Linked DNA regions of Mus musculus: region 2 is linked to region 1. Evidence: chromatin contacts called from public promoter capture Hi-C data. All regions are on one chromosome and are shown on one strand. The core of a region is the stretch at or near the end of the contact, and the rest is flanking DNA. Distances in the headings are between cores, read along the strand shown. Region 1 overlaps Tiam1 (T cell lymphoma invasion and metastasis 1). Region 2 has its middle 31 kb from the start of Gm10789.

Evidence for each region. Capture Hi-C pulls out chosen DNA fragments and counts their contacts.
Region 2: a contact with region 1 is called in a promoter capture Hi-C map of adipose tissue. The contact joins two enhancer-like sites. A contact is called at or near these places in 1 of 15 datasets of contacts at CTCF or cohesin (large pre-B cells), 8 of 484 Hi-C or Micro-C datasets (bone marrow-derived macrophages, embryonic stem cells and myocytes), 7 of 115 datasets of contacts at active chromatin or transcription factors (the HPC-7 cell line, T-cell acute lymphoblastic leukemia, acute myeloid leukemia and 4 more) and 4 of 9 other capture datasets (adipose tissue, embryonic stem cells, liver and 1 more).

What each region holds. Positions count from the first base shown.
Region 1 is chr16:89,837,745-89,843,662 of GRCm38.p6, forward strand. Tiam1 (T cell lymphoma invasion and metastasis 1) reads right to left here. Exons shown (of 28, transcript NM_009384.3): 13 at 5,509-5,590; 14 at 15-101. Among named protein-coding and RNA genes, the nearest start is that of Gm52239, 46 kb to the left of the region's middle. Within about 2 kb of position 2,432, at least 12 of the 459 cell types and tissues checked have an H3K27ac peak or open chromatin away from gene starts, as enhancers often do. A contact at or near this core is called in adipose tissue, where this site is marked.
Region 2 is chr16:90,108,236-90,114,491 of GRCm38.p6, forward strand. It overlaps a transcript of Tiam1 not described here. Among named protein-coding and RNA genes, the nearest start is that of Gm10789, 31 kb to the right of the region's middle. Within about 2 kb of position 4,721, at least 35 of the 459 cell types and tissues checked have an H3K27ac peak or open chromatin away from gene starts, as enhancers often do. A contact at or near this core is called in adipose tissue, where this site is marked.

The DNA of each region.
Region 1 (5,918 bases), core at 1,182-3,681:
AGCTCCAGTCTTACCTTTCTTGGAAGCTAACCCGGTTTCCTTGACACTGTTCACGTAGAGCCTTCGAATGCCATCTTCATCCACAGAAGAAAGCAAAAACCCTACAGAACACAAGACAGAAGCCAGGGCTCAGAGCTCAGAAGGTTTAGCTGACAGCAGGAAGTACCTGGTGTGTACACTTTGGATTTTTTTTTCCTGTTGTTCAGATTGTTTTTACACAGCAGGTGGAAAAAAATGTATTTTTAGATCATTCTAAAAGTAACAACTTATAAAAATAAATATCACTAGGTCCATTAATCTCCATCCTTCAAACTAGCCTGCCAGGGGGAATAAAGGACATTAGTACATCTCACCTGTTTCCTGGTAAAGGGCTTGCTTTTCCCACACTCTTCCTTACCCGGCACAAAACAGGCAAATCGGTTTAACTCATCAGGGTTCCTCACATATATATATATATATTTTTTTTTTTTTCCTCATCCAGTCTACATCTTAGGATATATGGTCCCTGGGTATGATGTGTATTCACCCAGATATACTGCGGTATGGACATTGCTTTAATTTCTTATCACGTTCTGAAACTCACTTTATACATACCATTTCATACTGGAATGTGGTTAACTGATTTCCTACTCTACTCTAGTGACTATCAGAATATTAAATAATTAACCAATGCTGAGGGGAGAAGAAAATGTTGTTGTCTTAAAAAAAAATAGGAGAGACAGAGAGGGGAAGAGAGGGAGGGAGGAAAGAAGGAATGGAGGAGGGAAGAGGGGAGAGCACTATTATAAGAGAGCCACAGAGACCTTTCAAGCAATGTTTCTGTTTAGTTCATGGTACTAGAACATAGGTAACCTGTGTGGGCAAGAAAGGCCACCAGCCATTGCTAACACCCCAAGTCCTGTAACTCTCTCAGATAGGAAACAGAACTTCTTATCTTCACTATAATATTAACTTGATTTTCATTCTTATGGGCTGGGGACAATTCAGCTGCTAATGAGAGGCGCTGAGAACCAGCTCGCTTAGTTGGAAGACCAAGCCAGAGGCTGCTCTAGAACCATCGGCGGCAGTGGTCCTTCAGGGATTCCCTTCTGTTCCTGGTGCTGGAAGATTGCTAACCAAGGAGTGAGGGAGGCAGGAGCTCCATCAGCCTGAGCCCTGGAGGGAACTGTGAAATCCTGCACCAGGTACTTGGCTACACGACAGAGACATGAGAAACACTCAAGAACAGAGTAAACAAAAGGACCATGGGCACAACTTCCTTTCCAAAGACCATGCAAGGATGACGGGACTTTACACAGTATCCCACAGGACTAACGTGTAGCAACAGGGCCGAGAGGGGAGCCTCTCCCCGGAGCCTGCACCACAGTGCAACACAGGCACGGCATTGAGATCTGTGTAACTGTCTCCTACATCAACAAGTGTAAAGGGAAACACTACTTCTAGCTGAACGAAGAACGCGATGCTCTTACGGCCACTCAACAAAGGTTTTCAGTGCAACAGAAACACTCCAATCTCAGCGAACTTTAACAAAGGCCAAAATGATTGCCAACAGGAGCAGAAGGATTCAATATCAAACTAAGGTAGCCAACAATTAGGAGGCTGCCATTGTAAGAGCAGGAAGGTGTTATGAGTGATATGTGGCCTAGGGACCTAGAAAAGGAAGTAATTAAGACCATGGGAAGAGACTAGACCATCTGGTGATTTGATGAACTACCAGGAAATCCCTCATACTGACACCCATGGCCAAAGGAAATCCACAACATAATATGCAATGGAGAATTCAAAACTAGGCCCGGGATAAAATAGCTGCGTAAGTACAGACTCCACACCATGAGGATGACATCACAGCTAAAATACTAAGTATTTTAGTAAATAGTGTATTTACTAAATGTATATTCTATATTTTACATATACCATATGGTGCATGTGTATATACTACGACTACAACTACTACTAAAATACTAAGTGCTAAAATATCATCAGAAGTACCCTGGGACAAGGGAAAGCTAGAGTTGACCTGTGCACACTTCCCTCAGAGACAGCATAGGAATGGTTAGTCTAAATATTGTGTAACCTGAGCTAACTCTACAATAAGCCCTGAGTGCCACCTAAGGGGTGGGCTGGAGAGAGAAACTCCCAAGGGTTTGCTCTTTCTGTTTTATTTTGTTCTTTCTCTGTGTAGTCCTGGCTGTCCTTGAACTCGGAGATCCGCCTACCTCTGCCTCTTGTGTTCTGGGATTAAGAGCATGGGCTTACCACCGCCCGGCCCATCTGTTACTGTTTGAAAATTTATTCAGCCAGTTGAGCTATTAGATCATCTTTTGCACCCTAAAATAGAAAGCAGCACTTGATACTGTTGAGATGTCCTGTGTCAGTGTGTACTAAGAGCCTGCATATATGTGGGCTCATATAAAGGAAAGCTACCTCAGGCTGGTTTGGACTGGCTGGGTCTGCACGAGATGCCAAGGGAGTTTCTAAGGTCAGAGGCTATCGAACCATCCAGGATTTTTAGCAAGAGCTAAAATCACCTCAGAGACAAGCCTATGACTGAGTTCATCAAAGTTGGCAGACCCAAACTAAAGGGGGTGGGGAGGTGGCAGCGTCCTCTGGGCTTAGCTTACGAATGGCATGAGGAGGAGGCTGAATGTGATCATCTCTGCTTCCTAACTTGGAATAAACTGCACCAGCTTCCTCAGACCCCTGCAGCCAGGACTCCCCTCCCCCACCCTACCCCCTCTCCCATGATGGACCACACCCTCAAGCTGTGAGCTGAAATCCCTCTTCCCTTTGGGTTGCTTTTGCCAGAGTTATTTCCTAACAGCAACCAGAAAAGTAACTACAACAGGGACTATTCTTTCCTGCCAATGCGCTGCTGCCGACAAGAGCCCAAACACTGGCTTAGCTGAGGTCACCGTCATGCAGCAGGGTTTTCCAGAGTGAGGCTCAGGGACCGACACCAAGTGGTTGGGCCCCCCAACCCCTGAGAACCTCTTCCATCAGTTTGGTGCGGCCAAGCAATGGAGTGTGAGCTACGTGAAAGTACTGGTGGCCCCAAAGCTCAAACCGAGGCAAACCAAACAGCTTTGTGTCAACCTGAGCCCCTCAAACATCTCTGAAGCACACAGCGCCTGTACCCGTGCCCGTAGATAGCTTCACCCTCTGTGGCTATCATGCCCCATTCTCAACTCTAATCGTAAAACATTCTTGCAACTGTTCTCTATAATGACCCATTGCTGCTAGTCTCTCAATGTGTCCACCTGACATGTTAAACTTTATCAGGGGTTGGAGAGGCGGCTCAGTGGTTAAGAGCACTTGGCTACGTTTCCAGAGGATCCAGGTTCGGTTCTCAGTATGCACATGGTGGCTCACAATCATCTCTAATTGCAGTACCCTCTTCAGGCCTCCAATCGGTTGCACCGGGCATGCACATGGTACACAGATGAACACAGAGGCTAAATGCACACACGGATTTTTTTATTTATTATTGAACTTTATGATTGGTATGCCTGTGTAGAGAAAAAGAACGAACAGGGCATAGAGCTAGCTCTGTGCTATCTCTAACTTTAGGCCCTTGTGGAACATCTTATAATTCGTCCCCTGAGGAAAATGGAGGCGTGTGGGGTGTTTTGGTGCCAAGTGCCTGTTTCTAAGTTCCTCAGATCACTCAGTCGTAGACCAAGAGTCTCAGAGCGTGGGAACTCACTTTTCTAGATTCTCACTGGCTGACTCCCACTCGACAGACATTAAGTAGAAGCAGGGCCGGTGCTTGTTTATGCCAGTGCCACCAATTATGGCTTTCGTCACGGAGGCCACACTTCTGTTGCATATCAAGCCCTTTATAAACATTAATTCTCTGCCACTAAGGATGTCCTCCAGGCTTCCTGATATGTTTGGTTGGGGGCGGGGGAGGGTCAAACAGTAAACGGCGTGAAGGTATACCAGAAGTGGCCAGAGAGACAAAATTGGGTTCTATTCATTAGGCCACAATTCTCTAATGAGCGTTTTGAGACGATGATATTTGCCCACAGCAGGAGATGAGGAGGGAACATGATACCAGCTGCCTTGTGAGGGCTTTGGGGGTTTCCAAACACTTAAAAGGTTAACCACTGCATTCAGAGAAAGATCTCTAATACATGTGAGCAGTGGTCTTGACATTTCACCAGGAAATGTAAGCTCCAGCACACAGTAGGTCCACGCACATCAACACCTTTGTAAGTAGGTGACTCTGTGATTTGCTGAGAGCTGTCACTGTCTGTCACTGAGTAGGACCTGATTCACTGCTTCCTCCGTTTCCCCCCTGCAAAAAAGCCACAGGCTCATCTCCGGTGACAGCTGCCCCAGGCCTGGCTCTGGAGAAATGACAACAAATAACAGTCTGAGCCAGGAGAGTGTGAGAGGGAAATGGCAGCTGTGGGCTCTGGGCTCCAATGACCCTTACCTCTCCTAACATAGCACTCGCCAGATCCCCAGTTCCTGAGCTCAAGGGATAATTCCTTTACTGCTTAATCGAACAGCAGTCTAACGATATCAGTAATGATAGCAGAGTGTAGACAGCCATATAGGAAAGTATGACAGCAGGCAGGTCTGTGTGTATGGGGGGCAGGGGTTGTTTTGTTCGTTTGTTTGTTTGTTTGTTTTTGAAAGACCTGTACCACTACACATCAACAAAGCAAGTCCTTTTAACTTTCCTTGTGGAGAAAGGTAGAGAGGGCAACATAAGGAAATGGATATTTCCTTCATCGTCAGGCACAACAGAAAATAAAATAATCCATCCCCACTATGTCTTTCTTCTAAAAAAATTTATCTATCTCTCTATTCACTCCCAACCATTCCCCCACTCTGTGTGTGTGTGTGTGTGTGAGAGAGAGAGAGAGAGAGAGAGAGAGAGAGAGAGAGAGAGACTCAGAAGTGCAGACATCACAGAAGAGAGAGAGAGAGAAAGAGAGAGAGAAAGAGAGAGAGAAAGAGAGAGAGAGAAAGAGAGAGAGAGAGAGATCGAGAGAGAGAGACTCAGAAGTGCAGACACCACAGAAGAGAGAGAGAGAGAGAGAGAGAGAGAGAGAGAGAGAGACTCAGAACTGCAGATACCACAGAAGCCAGAAGAAGGTGCTGGATAGCCTGAAGCTGGTGTTCAAAGCAGCCGTAAGCCCCTCAAGGTGCTCGCATCCGATTTGGTTCCTCTAAGAGCAGCAAGTGCTCTAACCACTGAGTAATCTCTGTGGCCCCTCTGTCTGCCCCTTAGGACAGCAGAATCCCACTGATTCAAGTTAAGAGACTGAAGGCCAGAGGCTTTCCTCCCCATGCCCCCCATGCCCCCCATGCCCCCCATGCCCGGGTTGAGCGTCTCTCATAGCTCAGCTGCACTTCATGGCACAGGAGCCAGATGTGTGTTTAAAACAGGCCCCAAGGGCTTCTTATTGAATTGTAAATATGCTCAGTTCTGTTTACAGATGAAATGCTTTAACTGGAAACACAAACACCCAAGACCAAAGACAAATAAAAACCTACCGTAATTATCAGCGGCCGCGTCTGACTTCTCAATGTGGATATTCTGGGTGACTTTTGGACAGATTTCAATTTCTTTGTAAAGCTGCAAATCAGAGAGAGGGGGGCGAGTGAGGGGCCCATCGCAAATACGACAGATCAGCATTTTGTAAATTTGCTTTTTCATAATTGATACTTGAACAAAAATTCATGCTACATCAGTGTTTTTATTGAGTGAAAAACCTTCAGTTCTCAGCACCACGCTCAGCTAAGCTTAGAAAACCAGGCTGCTTCTAACCACGCTCTCTCCACATGCACATCACTCTATAGAGCACCCTAAATTCATCACAGACCTGAAACACAATGCCCCCATCATTAAACCCTCTAGTGCTGGGGCAGGGGACTCGTCAAAATCAAAAGGAGGTTATAAATAT
Region 2 (6,256 bases), core at 3,471-5,970, 270 kb after region 1:
CTATTCTTTTCAGCACTTGGTAGGTAGGAGCTTTAACCCTCCTAGGAACTCTGTGAAAGAAACTTTCTATATTATGCCAGGCTCACAGTTGAGGAAACCAAGACTCAAGCTACGCCCAAAACCAAGAGCTAGCGTTCAAGTCCAGGCTACGGAACTTCATGTACTAAACCCTCCTGAGACTCAGGTCTCAAAACGTTCCTCCCTCTCTGATACCTACATCCACAGGGGACCAGTTGTCTTTTTCTAGAGTGTCTCACTACATTGCTGTGCCGTCCTAAGTAAGCCTTGTGTCCACTGTACATAACAGCCTGGCCTGGCCTTGAACTCAGAAAGACTTCCTCACTGCGGAAAGAAATGCGCACATCCATGTTTGTCTGCTGTGCTCACAGCAGCTGAGACAAAAACAGAACCAGAACAAAATCCATCAAGAAACACAGTGTATAGACACACAATGGGATGTCTGTCAGCCCCAAAGAAAAATCACGACGTTTGTAGAAAAGAGGATGTAACTAGAAGTCGTCGTGTTCCGTGAAATACGCCGGGCCTGGGAAGACAACAGATCTTCTCCGATGACTAACGAGATAAACCTTAGATCTCGGAGGAGCAAGAGACAGTGTAGGAACTGCAAAGATGGTTCCCAGGTCAGGAGTGACAGACAGCACTCTTTCAGATGACGGGAGTTCAGTTCCCAACAGCACCTATGCCAGGTGGCTCAGACAGCCTTTGCCACCAGCCCCAGGGGATGTGATGTTCCTTCTGGCCTCCTTGGGCACTGGCACTCACAAGAACACACACACACACATTCAAAACAGCATAAAATCAAAACAGCAGAAAGTTTACTCTGAAGCCAAATACAAGTGTCCGTGGGACAGGACACAGATTTTAGGTCTTTCCAGATAACTTGTTTTGATGGAGTTTTTATAATAATTGGGGGGGGGGAGTCATAAATGGCAGACTTTTCAAATAAATTGTTGGGTAGAACACAGAGGCAGGATACAGAGAGGTGGGGTCAACTCTGCTGTGGGCGCCTTAGATATTGTCACTCGGCATTCTTAGCCAGTGCAGTGGCGGAAGCTAAGGGACCACATGCCAGAGGATTTTACCTTTGGAATTAACCTTTGTCAGGTCACACACAGAGAAGGACAAGAAGTGGCCACTACACAGGCTAAAAATATCGGGGTCTAGACTTGCAACATTCCAACCTCCTGCATCACTGACGTTCTAGTCTGTCAACCAGCCTTGGTAGTCACAGCCTCTTTCTAGGACTTCTTGTCCACATCTCTCAGGTACAGACTCTAGATCTGAGAGGAAGAGCGGGAGGGAGGGAGGGAGGGAGGGAGGGAGGGAGGGAGGGAGGGAGGGAGGGAAGAAAGGCAACCAGGACTGAGGGGCAGGAAGGAAGAGATCTTAAAGCAGGAGAAGAAAAGGAAGAGGGTGGGGGAGGGGGAGCAGAACCGGAAACCATGACATTAAAGTAGAAGCAGGGGATTGTCTGGAGAGAGGGGAGGACCAACAGGAAGAGGAGGTGAGGGGCGGGCATTGGGAAACAGAGATGACTAAGTATATAGTGTGGTGGCCTATGTATATAAATCCCTAATAAACCCAGTATTTTACACTCTAATGTTTAAAAAAAAATGAAAAACAAATAATATGTAAACAAACATAATAAATATGTAAATAATATTTTAAAAGAGAGTAGGCCTGTAGAAGTCCAGATAGTTTTGTGGGAGAATAAATACCTACATTTATTCTAAAGGAGTCTCCTATGCAGGAAGTCTGTCTCGCTGTAGCTCCCATTCCTACCTCCCGTGGTATTTACAAATACAGAGGCTCAATAGGAGAACAGTGGGAAGGGGCAGGAAACCCCCATTGGGAAAGATGCTCTGATCCCACCCGTTCCCTACCTCCTCCTCTGCCCCTCCCTCAACTCCAGGACCTAAGACTTGAAACTGAGACCAGGCTCTAGACTTTGCAGTCAGACTTTTGCACCCAGGGAACGCAAACCCAGACTTACAAAGTCAAAGCTATTTTCAGCTGAGAGGGGAATCACACACTCAAACTGGTTCAAGCAGAGTCTGCAAGTTCTAGGCTTCTGCCAGGGTTCTGCAGGTGATCAGGCAGCGAAGCCCTCAGACGAGAATGCAACTGAGCAGAATTACAGGTTCTTCTGATAGGACCTTTTCTTTCTCTGAGGCAGGACCTCACTGCCTAGCTCTTGCTAGCCTGAAGCTCACTCTGTAGACCAGGCTAGCCTCTAACTCAGAGATCCTCCTGCTTCTGCCTCCCAAGCGATGGGCTTTGATGTCAATTTTAATACCTTTGTCCTCACAATCTCCAGGATGATAGACAGCAGAGGCTGGGAGACTGGAGAAGCTACAGGGCAGGTGCAGCTATAATGCTCTGTGCAAGAAGCCCACATGTGGCTAGAAGCATCCGAAAGGCCCCTATGGTCCAGGCAAGCTCCTGTCACGAGTTGGGTGTCCGAGTGGGATGAGAGAGTCACTTGGCTGCTGCTTTCTGATTCTCCTTGGTTCCGCCACACAAGCAGCTTTCAACCCCACTTTAAAGCCTCAGGAAGTCGAGGGTCTGTTTCCGAGATTGGTATAAAGGGCGCTCTTAGCTTGCAGAGAAATGTCTGCACTTTCAGAGACACACAAGAAGGCTCTACTCTCGAAGTATGCAGAACTCTCACCCTGCATGCAGCTCGAAACTGTTAGGAATGTGGTCCAACACAGAGTCATACGCTTACTTAAAACATGAGTGTGTGTGTGAGTGTGTGTGTGTGAGTGTGTGTGTGTGTGTGTGTGTGTGTGTGTGTGTGTGAGTGTGTGTGTGTGTGAGTGTGTGTGTGAGTGTGTGTGAGTGTGTGTGTGTGTGAGTGTGTGTGTGTGAGTGTGTGTGTGTGTGAGTGTGTGTGTGTGTGTGAGTGTGTGTGAGTGTGTGTGTGTGTGTGTGTGTGTGTGTGAGTGTTTTCACAGCATGCATGTGAAGGTCAGAGGTCAGCCTTAGGAGTCAGATCTCTCCTCCTACCATGTGGTCTCAGGGATGGTTGTCACACTTGATGGTGAAGTACCTTACCCACTGAGCCATCTTGCCAGCCCTGACAATACCATTTTCAGTGTGAACTTGGTAGATGACCGTGTCAAGTGGCACTGTCAGAAGACTATGCCTGCTTTCCCTTTTCGTCACAATCTACCCAGCGGTCAGATCTCCAAAGTGAGCCCTACCAGTTTGGCCTTCCAGAGTGGGCCTGCAATGCCCACCCTTTGTTCACGTTAGAGGAATCCCATGCAGGCTCTGAGCCCAGCTGAGAAGCCCCCTCTAAACTCTCGGATGCGTTACTCTCCACCGTGATCCCCAAGCACAGGGCCGCTCAGAGCACGGACCCTGGATCTCAGCATCAACACGGAAGCTGTTGGACGCTGTCACAGCCACCGAAACCTACGCAATGACCGACTGCTAGCAACTCAGCCGTCTGTGCGTCACCAAACTGCCCCGAAGGGGTTCTGATAGTACTCATAACTGATCCCCACTGTAGAACTGGGGTTCATTTAAGAATGACTCCTGCTCCCCCTCCCTCTGCCTTATACCTTTCCTCGTTGTCTTGTGGAAGAGAAGCCTTTCCTTAGGTTCAAGTTAAAATGGCAAGGGATCAGCCGGGCATGGTGGCGCACGCCTTTAATCCCAGCACTCGGGAGGCAGAGGCAGGCGAATTTCTGAGTTCGAGGCCAGCCTGTTCTACAAAGTGAGTTCCAGGACAGCCAGGGCTGTCTCAAAAACCAAAAAAAAAAAAAGAGGCAAGGGATGGAAGTCCATTATGAGGGCCAGAGGTGAGGATGATGTCATCTGGTGCGTGGGCTTCACGCTCTGTCTCACTGTAGCTCCCTCCCTCTTTCTCTAAGACTTCTTCTCCTCGAGAAGGACTTGAGTTAGATCCCAAGAACTCCTACAATCTGTCCTCTGACAAACACACACACACACACACACACACACACACACGCCTTGGCACACACGTACACAGCAAGCAGACAAACACACGATGAATAAAAATAAATAATTCTTTAAACAAATAATACATCTTTGCATCCTGAAAACTCCTGAATAGATTTTTTTTTCCCCCCAAGACTGGGTTTCTCTGTGTACCTCTGGCTGCCCTGGAACTCACTCTGTAGACCAGGCTGGCCTTGAACTCAGAGATCTGCCTGCCTCTGCCTCCCGAGTGCTGGGATTAAAGGTGTGTGCCACCACCGCCCGGCCTGAATAGTCTCCTCGGGTCTGGCTTTTGAATAGCCCTATATTCATTCACCAGCTTTGGTCTCCAGTGTGTTGAGCAGATGGAGAGTTCTTGTTACAATTCAATAGATATACTGAATACTTACTGCCTAGTCCCTTTCCAGAGAAAGCCCCTAACATAGCCAGGTACCCCGCAAACATGCACTTGTGGGATTTAACGAATGAGTCTGTTCCAGAACTGGAAAGGGCCATGTGAAATTAGTAAGTATACCAGCCGCCAGCCCTCCACCTCCAGCACACCCCAGACAAAAAACCAGGAATTCTGCAGAATGAGACCAGAATTTCCGTGTAGCAATTCACTTGACAGAAATGACAGCAAGGCTCCCACTCACGGCCATTATTTGAAGACTTTCCAAAATGCCGGCTGTGTACTGGGAGAAACACTATTTGGTGTGTCTGCAGTCCCATGGGGACAGTGGGGCTGAACCACTCCCTAGGATTGCCCAACAAAGGCAAGTCCCTCGGTGTGATTAACCTCTTGCCTCATCATCGGAGCCACTAATCTCAAATCTTAGCCTTTCGAAACTCAACGAACTGGCTGGTGAGATGGCTAAACAGATAAAGGGACTTGCTGCTAACACTGACGCCCTGAGTTCAATCCCTGGGACCCACACATGGGAAAGAAGAACCAAGTCCCGTGGGCTGTCTTCTGATACACCGACACACATACAAAATAAAGAAATACATTTTTTTAAAAAAAAAAGAACAATACACCATATTAGTACCTACACAGCATGACCCACTGGAAATAAACTAGGCAGCAGCAGATGACACAGCACTATCAGGCAATAGGTGCTAGGCTCCCCCTCAGCCAGGCCTTCTGCCGAGTCCCACGAGTACAATGCTGTGCTCAGAGGCCACAGTTCCAATGCACTTCTCAGAACGCACCCATTTGCAGTTGCAGGATGCCGCCCTACTGTGGAGTGTGTGCCAGCACACTCCAGGTCTGGGCTCGATCCCCAGCACTGAAGAGGACAGAACGCAGCACACAGCCTGAGCTTTCGGCCTTCACTGCCTCTTCGAGTCGTCCTTTTCCTCCCAAGAGCTTGTATTCACATAAAGATTAGTAAATGAAAGCAATCTGGCTGCCACCTGTCAATCTGCCTTTCTTGATAGTTTAAACTCTAAGATGCAAAAAGGAAAGAGATGTTGCCGCTCATGACAGGCAGCTGGGAGCAGCAAAGACTGGATCCCCGCCTAAAACCCTGGGAGAGCCCACGAGCTTTTGCCAGCACCTTGCATCAACATTGGACATCTGGCCTCAGACCTGGGAAAGAACGTTAGCATTGTTTTTGATCACCAAATTGTGGCTTAGGAAACTAACACCCTCATTAATCACTCCCTTTATTTTTCTCAAAAGCAATCTACAAGAGCCAGTATCATCACCAATGTGTGAACAAAGAGGGCCTGACTCTTGGGTAGAGCAACATGCTCAAAGCTATGGGCATGGGACAGAGCCAGGCATGGACCACATCCATGCCACCTTCTAAAAATGCCTCTCTGGCTCCAGTGGACTGACATGTGGCTTGTTGGCCTTCAGGAATAATCTAGAAAACAACTGCCCCAGTAACACCATTCTGATGAAATAAATAAATGTTCCCATTTCAAGAAAAGACACAAAGTAAGCCCATCCACCATGGCTCACAGGAGACAAGTAAGGTGATGTCAACGACGCGGCTCTAACATTCAGCGAGCAGAGCGAGCTCTCAACCTGCTCGCTGACAGTCACACTGTCACCCACAGCGGTCCTGTACCCTCCATCCTCTCAGCATAGATGCTGTTATGGCTTTAATGTAAGAAATCTCAGGTCCATTCGATCGGACACAGTCTCCACCTCGTGCCACTGCCTCGGGAGGTTGTGAGTCTCGACATGATGAAGTCTGGCTGGAGGATGTGGGCCACTAAAGAAACAGGCTTTGAGGTCTATTTAGTGGCTCCGAGTCAACTTCTCTGCCCTTGATTT